Regions from separate parts of the Aedes albopictus genome. Here region 2 is linked to region 1. A link is a contact called in public Hi-C data. All regions are on one chromosome and are shown on one strand. The core of a region is the stretch at or near the end of the contact, and the rest is flanking DNA. Distances in the headings are between cores, read along the strand shown.

The links. Hi-C and Micro-C count contacts between places; a contact is called where the count stands out from the background.
Region 2: a contact with region 1 is called in a Hi-C map of whole body, with 4 times the contacts expected there. The contact joins the promoter of LOC109408222 here to the promoter of LOC109408889 in region 1. A contact is called at or near these places in 2 of 3 Hi-C or Micro-C datasets (embryo and whole body).

The regions. Positions count from the first base shown.
Region 1 is chr2:286,063,212-286,068,045 of AalbF5, forward strand. It overlaps LOC109408889 (vacuole membrane protein 1), which reads left to right and starts at 2,887. Exons shown (of 6, transcript XM_029872937.2): 1 at 2,887-3,069.
Region 2 is chr2:286,202,286-286,207,119 of AalbF5, forward strand. It overlaps LOC109408222 (JNK-interacting protein 3), which reads right to left and starts at 2,017. Exons shown (of 12, transcript XM_062852005.1): 1 at 1,888-2,017; 2 at 1,671-1,833; 3 at 304-1,234. The coding sequence starts at 1,745.

The sequences.
Region 1 (4,834 bases), core at 1,637-4,136:
CAGAAATTTACTGTAGGAGGGATTTTCGACGATCTATGATACGTTTTCATCTTATCCGACACTCACATTTCGTAAACAATTATGTCATGTACATGTAATTTGTAGTTATCTTGAGTAAACAATAGTAATCGTGGTAATCAATAAGTAATCAGAGTAATTCTTCCAGTAGTGATAGGCAGGGTTCGTATTATTAATAGAGCTTGCTGACGTTTATTCACCTTTCTCTTTCAAACATGTAGGCGGAATAGGATTTGTTGTCATCAGGAAAGGTTTCCCGATGAAAACAAATCCTATCCCGCCTGCATGTTTGAAAGAGAGAGGTGAATAAACGTCAGCAAGCTCTATAGGCTCAGTCAGACCCCTGAATGGGCAATGTAGGTTAGTGTATGGGAATGCCATTGAAGGTTTGTAATATTCTCCGAGGCTTTCGAAATCCAACAGGGCGCGTCCCCGGGTTGCGGATAGGGGGAAAAGGGAGATTTTTCGCATTTGTACTGTAATCAGCCAATGTGATATTATCTCCTAGGGAACGTCCATAAATTACGTCACACAAAAATCGAACATTTTCAACCCCCCTCCCCCCTATGTCACACTTTTTGTATTGGACCTCTGAAATTTTTGTATGGGTCGTCACACTTTGCTGAACCCCCCCCCTCCCCCCTCAAAGCGTGACGTAATTTATGGACGTTCCCCTATGGTGTTTTAGTGCGAATGAATGATCTCATTCTATGAGAATTCGAACCATGTAATGTATTGTTTATTAACTTCAATTTTCTAAGCTTGACAAGGTTTTGAATCTAAACATGAGATGAGAGAATTGCCTAATAGGAAAGTCACATCAGCAAAGCTTATACATATGCAAATACTATCCATGGGGTCATGTCTAGCATTTAATATGCATGTCAATGACTCATTCTTACCTAGTAGGGGTACTACAAGACCACGCGGACAATTCGATTAAAGGCTCAATTGGGAATAATATATTTTCCAGAACTCAAGCGACATTTTTTCCGGGGTGACTGGCGAGTCGGAGAGAGCAGAAGCTTCCGTTTGTTATAGTTGACAAAAACAATCGGGCTTTTTTTTTCTCTGACTTGCTTGGCATTTTGTGGATTTTTGTTTTTTTTTTGGTTTTGGAAGGTATGCGATTCACTTTTGAGCCTTAAAATTATTTTGCATCTGAATAGCATTGATATTGTCAAGTCTGTACCAACACCAAAATACCCTTTTTCTATCCCATGGCGTTTATGTGGTCAGCAAAGACTATTTACCCTTCCTTATCATCGGCTTTGGACTGACTTGCGTTCTCATTTGCCCCACCAAATGCCGCAAAATGAAATTACCTACCACAAAAAACAACACAATCGAACAAAAATAGGAAAGAGCAACCCAGCAAAACCAGTATGTTCAAAACGCTTACCCCATACAAGCGACCCAAAGGTAAATTACGTTGACCATTTAACTAACAACACATTCTCTTACAGCTCAATACACCACATCGATTTCCCACCTTTTTCAATCCTTTAAGGACAGACTTGTTGTAATCCCAAAATGGCCGCCATAATGGCCGACTTTGGCACCTACTCACGGTTTCGAGTTCATAAATCTCTTTGTAAACAAAACCAGCGCACCTGATCTTTTTATTTTAAGCTTATGACAGGTGAGCAAGAACAGAATAATAAAATGCATTGTTGTTTGAAACTTGTTTCTTGAGATTTGTGCGTCTGAAGTTGTGATGCACTGCTGAAGCGGGATTTCAAGACGTTTGTTCTTAAGGCTACGCAAAACTTAAAATCCGCAGGGCTAAAGAGGTTGCTATGCCTACTCCCAAATAGTCTATTTTACGAAACGACAACAATATTGATATTAATTATTAACACTCACGTGCTTGGGCGCAACCTCCTGTCAAATTTTCATTCATGAAATGAGCGATCAGCTGATCCGAAACGTCTCGTAAAATGGCTCATTCAAAGGTGTATTATGGACAATGCGAGCTCTCGGACTTGCATTGGAGACTTGGCCCTATGACCATAGATTTAATACTATGCTATGACCCCCTTGTGCATCAATAAAAAAAATAAAAAAAAGCGTGGGTATGAGCCATTTTACGAGACGTTTCGGATCAGCTGATCGCTCATTTCATGAATGAAAATTTGACAAGAGGTTGCGCCTAAGCCCGTGAGTGTTAATATCAATATCAACACTGTTGTCGTTTCGTAAAATAGACTATTATGATTCCTTGGAGGCCGTTCATAAACCACGTAGACTTTTTGGGGGGAGGTGGGTGGTTTCTGGCCAAAGTCTACGCTTCATACAATTTTCAAAATTTTTGTCGACGAGGGGGGAGGGGGGGGGGTCTGAGGTGGCCAAATTTTACGTAAAGTGGGTACCGAGGATTGTTCACAATCTGCGATCTTGATTGCGGAAAAAATTGCGACCTTGACGCCGCTTTATGAACAGACCCTCATTACCACAAGCCGTCTTTCAGTAAGTGTATGGTCCACTGCACGAATATATGCTGGCCTGCTTACTCTCACAGAAAGTCTGATGTTTGATCGGTGCCAACACCTCTCAAACGTTAAATTTCGTGTGAAACAGGCCAGTATAAATTTGTGCAGTAATCCATGCCCGACGTACGTTCGAATCGAAAAATCGATTTTCGCTTGTCAAAAATTCCGATTTTCAACTGCACGGAACAATATGGGAGCACCATGTTGAACAGATGGAACAGCTTCATAATCAATCATCGCACATTTTTACCAGTCCTTTACTTTTTTTGACCATTGTGCTCAATGTATGATTTTCCTCTCTAAACCATTTTCTGGCTCTTTTTTATTACGCGTGCACCCGTTGACGTTTCTTCGTTCAAAAAGGACACGCCTTTTCGGTTTGTCGTGCTGAACTTCACAAAAAGAAGACTCGCGTGAAAAAGTCAAGAGTGGAATGATCGACGGTGGCGTGATGTTTAGTGAGTTATTTTAGGAAAAATATTGCATTGGTATTCGGAAAAAGTGCGCTGCTGTGGATTTTTTCGTCTATCATTCGGAATATTGGCCAAAGTCGAAAAATGTAAGTATGAAAGACGGTTCAAAACACAAACCAAATGCACCAGACTTGCTGACGACACCCTCGTCGTCTACGGCACAGTGCACTGCATTGTCATTGGCAATCGATTTTTCATTGACTCCTCTCGATTTGAAGGAAACAGGAAATTTCATTGCGGAGCGGATTGTATGATGGCTAGCGATTTACTATGAGATGGCTAGACAGATATTATCGATCGGCTGCCTGAATTACTGGATTCAGTATATTACATTGTTCTGTTACATAAATTACGTAGCTCCAGGCAGACTTATTGCCTCTGTTAATGATCTTAAAATTGTCTCTTCAATAACTACCATTAGTTGTATGGAAGTCGTATTTTTGTAGTAAACCTTATATGTTAACTCCTTCAGTTGTATTTATTATAAAATAATGATACTTCATTAGTACTCAATTAGCATGATTGGGGTATCCTCTCCATGAATGATAGTATTCGTTCTGTTTTCCTCGTGTTCTGATTATTCCATCGCACTGTATGTATGCACAACAGGCTTATACATACATCAGTGTGCGTCAAAATTCTAATCGAACAAAGTACGCATGGTAAACAAAGAGCTTATCAGCTGATGCACGCTGACTGAATGGCTTGGATTCGTTCGGTTTGGCATAATGCAATTTGATATAGGATGACTTTGGGGGCAGGTTGAAATTAGGGTTTTTTATGGACCAAATTGCCTGAAACTTGTCGTATAATTTATCTTGGTTGAAAAAAACCGATTTAATCCACATATGGTGAACAGAACCTTTCTTACACTTATTAAAATTAGTGTTGTATTATTTGTATTTAACATATTTATTTTGTGTGATTGACCCAAGTTCTAGAAAATATTGTGGATTTGGCATCTAGTGGATTGGTTTCCAAAATAGCATCATGGACCATAGACTAAACTACCAGAAATGCCAGACTCTTCTTAGAATCTTGTATGGAATATTTAAAAAATAGCTTATATATTCTGGAATAGTGTATCTTTTGTTAGCTGCCAAAAGATCTTGAATCGATTAACAAATGGATAAGAAAATCAGCGAGATACACTTTGTCTAATATCTCTTAATCAGTCGAATAAATTAGCTCCGAAGTATTTGGTATTCATGTCTCAGGTATTCATAGTTATGGTGTAAAAAGGACAAAAATGATATATCTAGATACTATGTTAATCAGTTTTGGCATTAGCTAGTTATTTTGGCTGTCCGGTTCTTGCATTTTTCCCACAATATATAAATTCAAAGCTTTCATTCAACATGTTGTTAGTTTTCATAGAATTCCTGTTTATTCGTAATTTGTTATTCATAATTTTGTTGAAAACAATAACCTGCTAGTATACATTTTATATGAGGTCAGCATTATTTATTGAAAAATAATTTCCCATAGACTGATCAAAAGCTCATGCAAGATAACAAGCGAATATAATAATAAAAACCCGATTAAATCCACCTATGGTGAACAGAACCCTTATTACACTTATTAAAATTATTGTTGTATTATTTGTATTTAACATATATATTGTGGATTTGACATCTAGTGGATTGGTTTCCAAAATAGCATCATGGACAGGGTACGAAAAACGGATCACGCCGAAAAACAAAAGCTTTGTCCTAAGCGGTGCATGTTGGTAACAAAGGCGCTCCGCAACAAACGCATGTCATTCGATGAGAGCAATAAAACAAACATCGCTTGTTGATCATTCATTCATTTATTTAGTTAGCATTAGCATTAGCATTAAGCAAGTCGCAC
Region 2 (4,834 bases), core at 767-3,266, 140 kb after region 1:
GTTTAGTTTCTCGCTGCGCAAACCAAGTTTTTTTTAGTTTTAACAGAGAATAAACCTACCTAATTGTTGTCTTCTTATTTGAAACAATCTTATTATTCTTTGCGTGAGCAAATCTCAAGAGAAGTGATTCAAAATTAGGCATTCAAAATTAATGTGTGTTTGACATCATTTTTGGTCAAATATCATATAAAATCATCCAATAATTAAACAATTTTTTTATGTCCAATTGTTTGGTTTCCAGATGTATCAGTGGCCTTATTAAATAATAAAAGTTTTACAAAAAAAAACTGTGTCGTTGCTTACCTGAAGAAGCATAGTCTCCTGGATGCACCCATCCCCCTGTAATTTCAGCCTCTTCACTTTCGACGGTGTCGTCCTGGAACGACAGTTCCTGGTAGAGAGTATTTCCAGATCTTTGCTCTTTCTTGGTGGTAGTTTTTCCACCAATTGAGTTTGTCATGACCGGTTTTGATGCCTCACTCTCCGGAGACGTAGCTTGATTAACCTGCTGCATTTTCTCCGTCTCGGACGATTTTTCGGCGGTAACGATCTGATCAAGCTCGTTATGCAATGAAGGTGGCCCTGAGCCATTGCTACTTTCCCCACTACACACGACATCTGAATCGAGCATTGTGGAATTTTCCAACGATGTAAATCCATAGGATACTGGACCGGACGATCGGGCGATTGGAATCAATCTCGAAGTATGAAGATTTAATCGTTCAGACGCACCACTGACTTGGGAATGGTTGGAATTTCCCATCATAATCTTAGCACGTTCCATATAGTCAACATGCGTTTTGAATAGCTCTGTATAACGCTCGTGAAGTTTGTTATACTCTTTCTTTAGTTCACCTTCTCTTTCTTCCAATCGACTAGAATGATCCATACTATTTTTATGCTTCAGCTCAAGCATACGCACAATACTTTCCAAAGATTCCAATCGACTTGCCAGTTCTTTATTCTCTTGTTCGGCCAAATCTTCGGTCTCCAGAAGCTTTTGCTCAGCTTGTTTTCGAGCATTTTTCTCTCGTTCGTATTGTGTGACCAGCTGCTCGTTATCTTCCCGTAGCAATTCCAGCTCAACATCTTGCTCTTGATTATTTTGATAAGCAGCATCTAAGCACTCCAGAACATTTACGAGTAATGGCATAAGGGATTTAACGACGTCCTCATCATAACGCGATATCATGCGCTCAAACTCCTGGTAAATTGAGCCGGCTAGTGATTGTACCTACAAAAGATAAATATTAATGAATAGGTTCTCAAACAAAAGAAATTTCAACAAATAAGAATAATGCAAACAATTCCATTAAACCCAAAACAAGAACCAAAATGACCAAAACTCATTTATGTTGCATGGGAAAATGTTGCACAACTAAACAGTGCTGCAACATTATACTTACACAAATATTTGCATGCAGTCATACAACAGATGACTCGACATACGATCAAAACAATTCTTTGTAATAAAATTTTTGACAGCAGGTTGTCAAAATCTTCCAACAAGAGATTTCATATAAGAAAGAAAAAATGAATCACACCAAAATAAGTTTTCGCCTTGATCCTCCCAGCACACATGATCCTAATTGTGCAAACACTAATCCCCTGCCAGGAAATATGCACAGAAAACAACGAATAGCCTTGGCAAATCTAATTTCGATACCCACTTTTTCAGACATCACCATTGCAGCGTCATCGTGCGTTCCATAAACAATTTCCGAATCACCTCCTTCTGCTTCCATTTTGAATGACTAGAATCGCAGATACACGCACTCGGGAACAATTTATACACTTTTCTCGATCAAATACGGCCTTCCAAACTTGCGAAAACTACAAACAATGCATGATTTTTACATAATTCTATTAGCAGTATAAACTTCTGACCAGCCAGTTGTTGGAATCTCTCGACAATATTATTATTTCGATTTTCTTATTGCCCAGCGCCCGAAATATGCACAGCTACGTACGCTGACAGAAACAAACTCAACTATGGGTAAATCGGCTTTTGCGCAATGTGAATGTTGCTACACGATCAAAATTGTTAGCCCTGTTTGACATTGAAATGAAGTGTCAATGTGGGTTCACTTATTGGGTACTTACACAGTCGCAGACTAAAACATAAAATGAGTAAAAGAACGCGACAGCTATAGGCATCTCCTTATCTCTACTGGAGCTTTCATCCATTCATGTGTAGAAATTTGATTGATAATTGTTTAACCATACACTCAGCCAAATAAACTTAAGATTGTCATAAGGCCCAACTTATGAAACGGCCTTTAATTATTCGAATTAATTTTATAAGGCCGATCTATGACGTAAAATCCTCTCACAGCTTTATTGGCTTTCAGACTCGGAATGAAAGGGAAAACGTCTTTACAATTCTAGGTTTTATTAATGACTAAAGAAAAATTTTCATTTTACAGATATGGACTACTACGATATTGTTAGAGTATTCATTCAGCGTTGCTAAGCAGCATGACTTGATGAACACTCCTCCTCAACGCTGATCTTGCAATCCGCACATGGTCCTCAACTGTGCCAATCTGGTTCCTCCGATGGGTTTCGTCAGCAAATCAGAAACCATGTCCTTCGTCGGGCAATAAACGAAACAGATCTCGCCAGATGTCTTGATGTCCCGCACGAAATGGTATTTGGTAGCGATGTGCTTCGTTCTGTTGCTGAACTTACCGACGTCCAACATCTTCAAAGCGCTTTGGTTGTCTTCGTACAATACCGGATCTTGCTGCTCCTCTCCGAGATCACCGAGGAGTCGTTTCACCCACAACATTTCTTGTGTAGCCTCGGCCAAAGCAACAAATTCCGCCTCCGCAGTGGACAATGAAACGCACGACTGTTTTCTGCATGCCCAGCTGATCGTACCGCCGTTGAATTGGATCACCATACCGCTGTTCGATTTCCGATCTTGCCTATGCTCTGCCCAGTCGGCATCAGAGAAGCCAACTAAACCACTTCGTCGATTGTTGCCGCTCAGACGCAACCAGTAGTCACTCGTTCCCTTCAGGTACCGTGCAACACGCTCGAGCTCCAGCCAATCATTTTGAGATGGGTTGCTCGTCTTCCGGCTTAGGATCGACACCGCTGCTGAAATGTCCGGTCGGGAGTTAACCGAGACTTACAGGAGTTGTCCCAACAGCTTCTGATACTCCACGTTGTTTGGGAGGGATGCACTAGGTTCTTGCTTGTAGTATCCTGGATCCAATGGAACCTTGGAATCCTTCGCATCTTCCAAGCCACAAGACCGCACAATTTCGCCGATGTACTGCTCCTGGTTGATGGAGAAATCGCCATCCTCATCACGTTTCACGTTGATGCCCAAGTACCATTGAACATCACCCAGGGACTCGATGGTGAACTTTTTCCGCAAAGCTCCGATGCAGCGGTCTATGGTCCTCTCGTTCTCACATGCCACAATCAAGTCGTCGACGTACACCAACACGTAGCACCAACGATGATTCTCCTTCTTCCTGTAGAGGCATGGGTCCGAGTCACACCGCTGGAATCCCAGTCGTTCCAATTCGGAGTGCAGTGTGCTGTTCCACGATCTGGCCGCTTGCTTCAGGCCATATAAGCTTTTTCGCAGCTTGTACACCTTTCGTTCTTCCCCTTGCACGACGAATCCTGGAGGTTGACGAAGGTATATTTCTTCATCGAGGTTTCCGTACAAAAACGCAGTCTTGACGTCGAACTGTCGCACCGTCATACCTTGCTTCGCCGCCACAGCCAGTAGAGTCCGGAAGGTGGTTTGACGAACCACTGGAGCGAACACTTGGTCATAATCTGTTCCGTACTGCTGGCTGTATCCCTGTGCGACGAGTCTTGCTTTGAAGTGGGCCACTTCTCCATCCGCGTTACGCTTGATTTTGTAGACCCACTTTGAGCCAACTGCTTTTCGGCCGGCTGGAAGGTCCACCAACTGCCACGTACCGTTCGACTCGATCGAGCGCATTTCTTCCACCATCGCTTCGTTCCATTTTGTACGATCTTGACTGTTCATTGCTTGAGCAAAGTTCTTCGGCTCCTCCTGGGTGCTGGACACTTCTGCTGCCCAAGAATTCACGACCAACCGGTTTGGAGGTACTCCTTTCGTTGACCGTTTCGATCGCCGTAGTATTGCTTCATCAGGATAACCTTCGAAATCACTCTCCGATGTAGTACTGCCACAGTCATTTTCCGGTTCCGCTTCTGGTTGTATATCGCACTGGAACTCTTCAACGCTTGAGTCATCGTCACACGGACCAACGCCAGCTTGATCCCGCAGTGTGATGATTACCTCCTCGTTGTTGGTGTCGCAACTCGCACTGTCGTCCACAAACGCATTTTCTCCCATCATCTCGTCGAATTTGGCGTCCCGGCTGATGGTGATGCTACAGTCCACCGGATTCAGGAAACGGTACGCCTTTCGTCCCTCAGCGTAGCCCACCAGTACCATTTTGTTCGCCTTCTTGTCCAGTTTCCGCCGTTGTTGCTTGGGAACGTACACATATGCAACGGATCCGAACACGCGTAGATGCCTGTAGGATGGCTTCCTACCGTGCCACAGTTCGTAGGGAGTTCTCTCGTTCAACGCTGTTGGAAGCAAATTTTGGAGATAACACGCAGTCACTATTGCTTCACCCCAAAACTTCTTCGTCATACCTGCGTCCGCCAGCATGCATCGCATCATCTCAGCTAAGGAGCGGTTTTTTCTCTCGGCCACCCCATTTTGTTGTGGACTGTATGGGGCCGTTTGCTGCAACAGGATTCCGTTGTCCGCCAGAAAGTTTTTCAGCTTCCCACTGGAGTACTCACCGCCGCCATCCGATCGTATCAC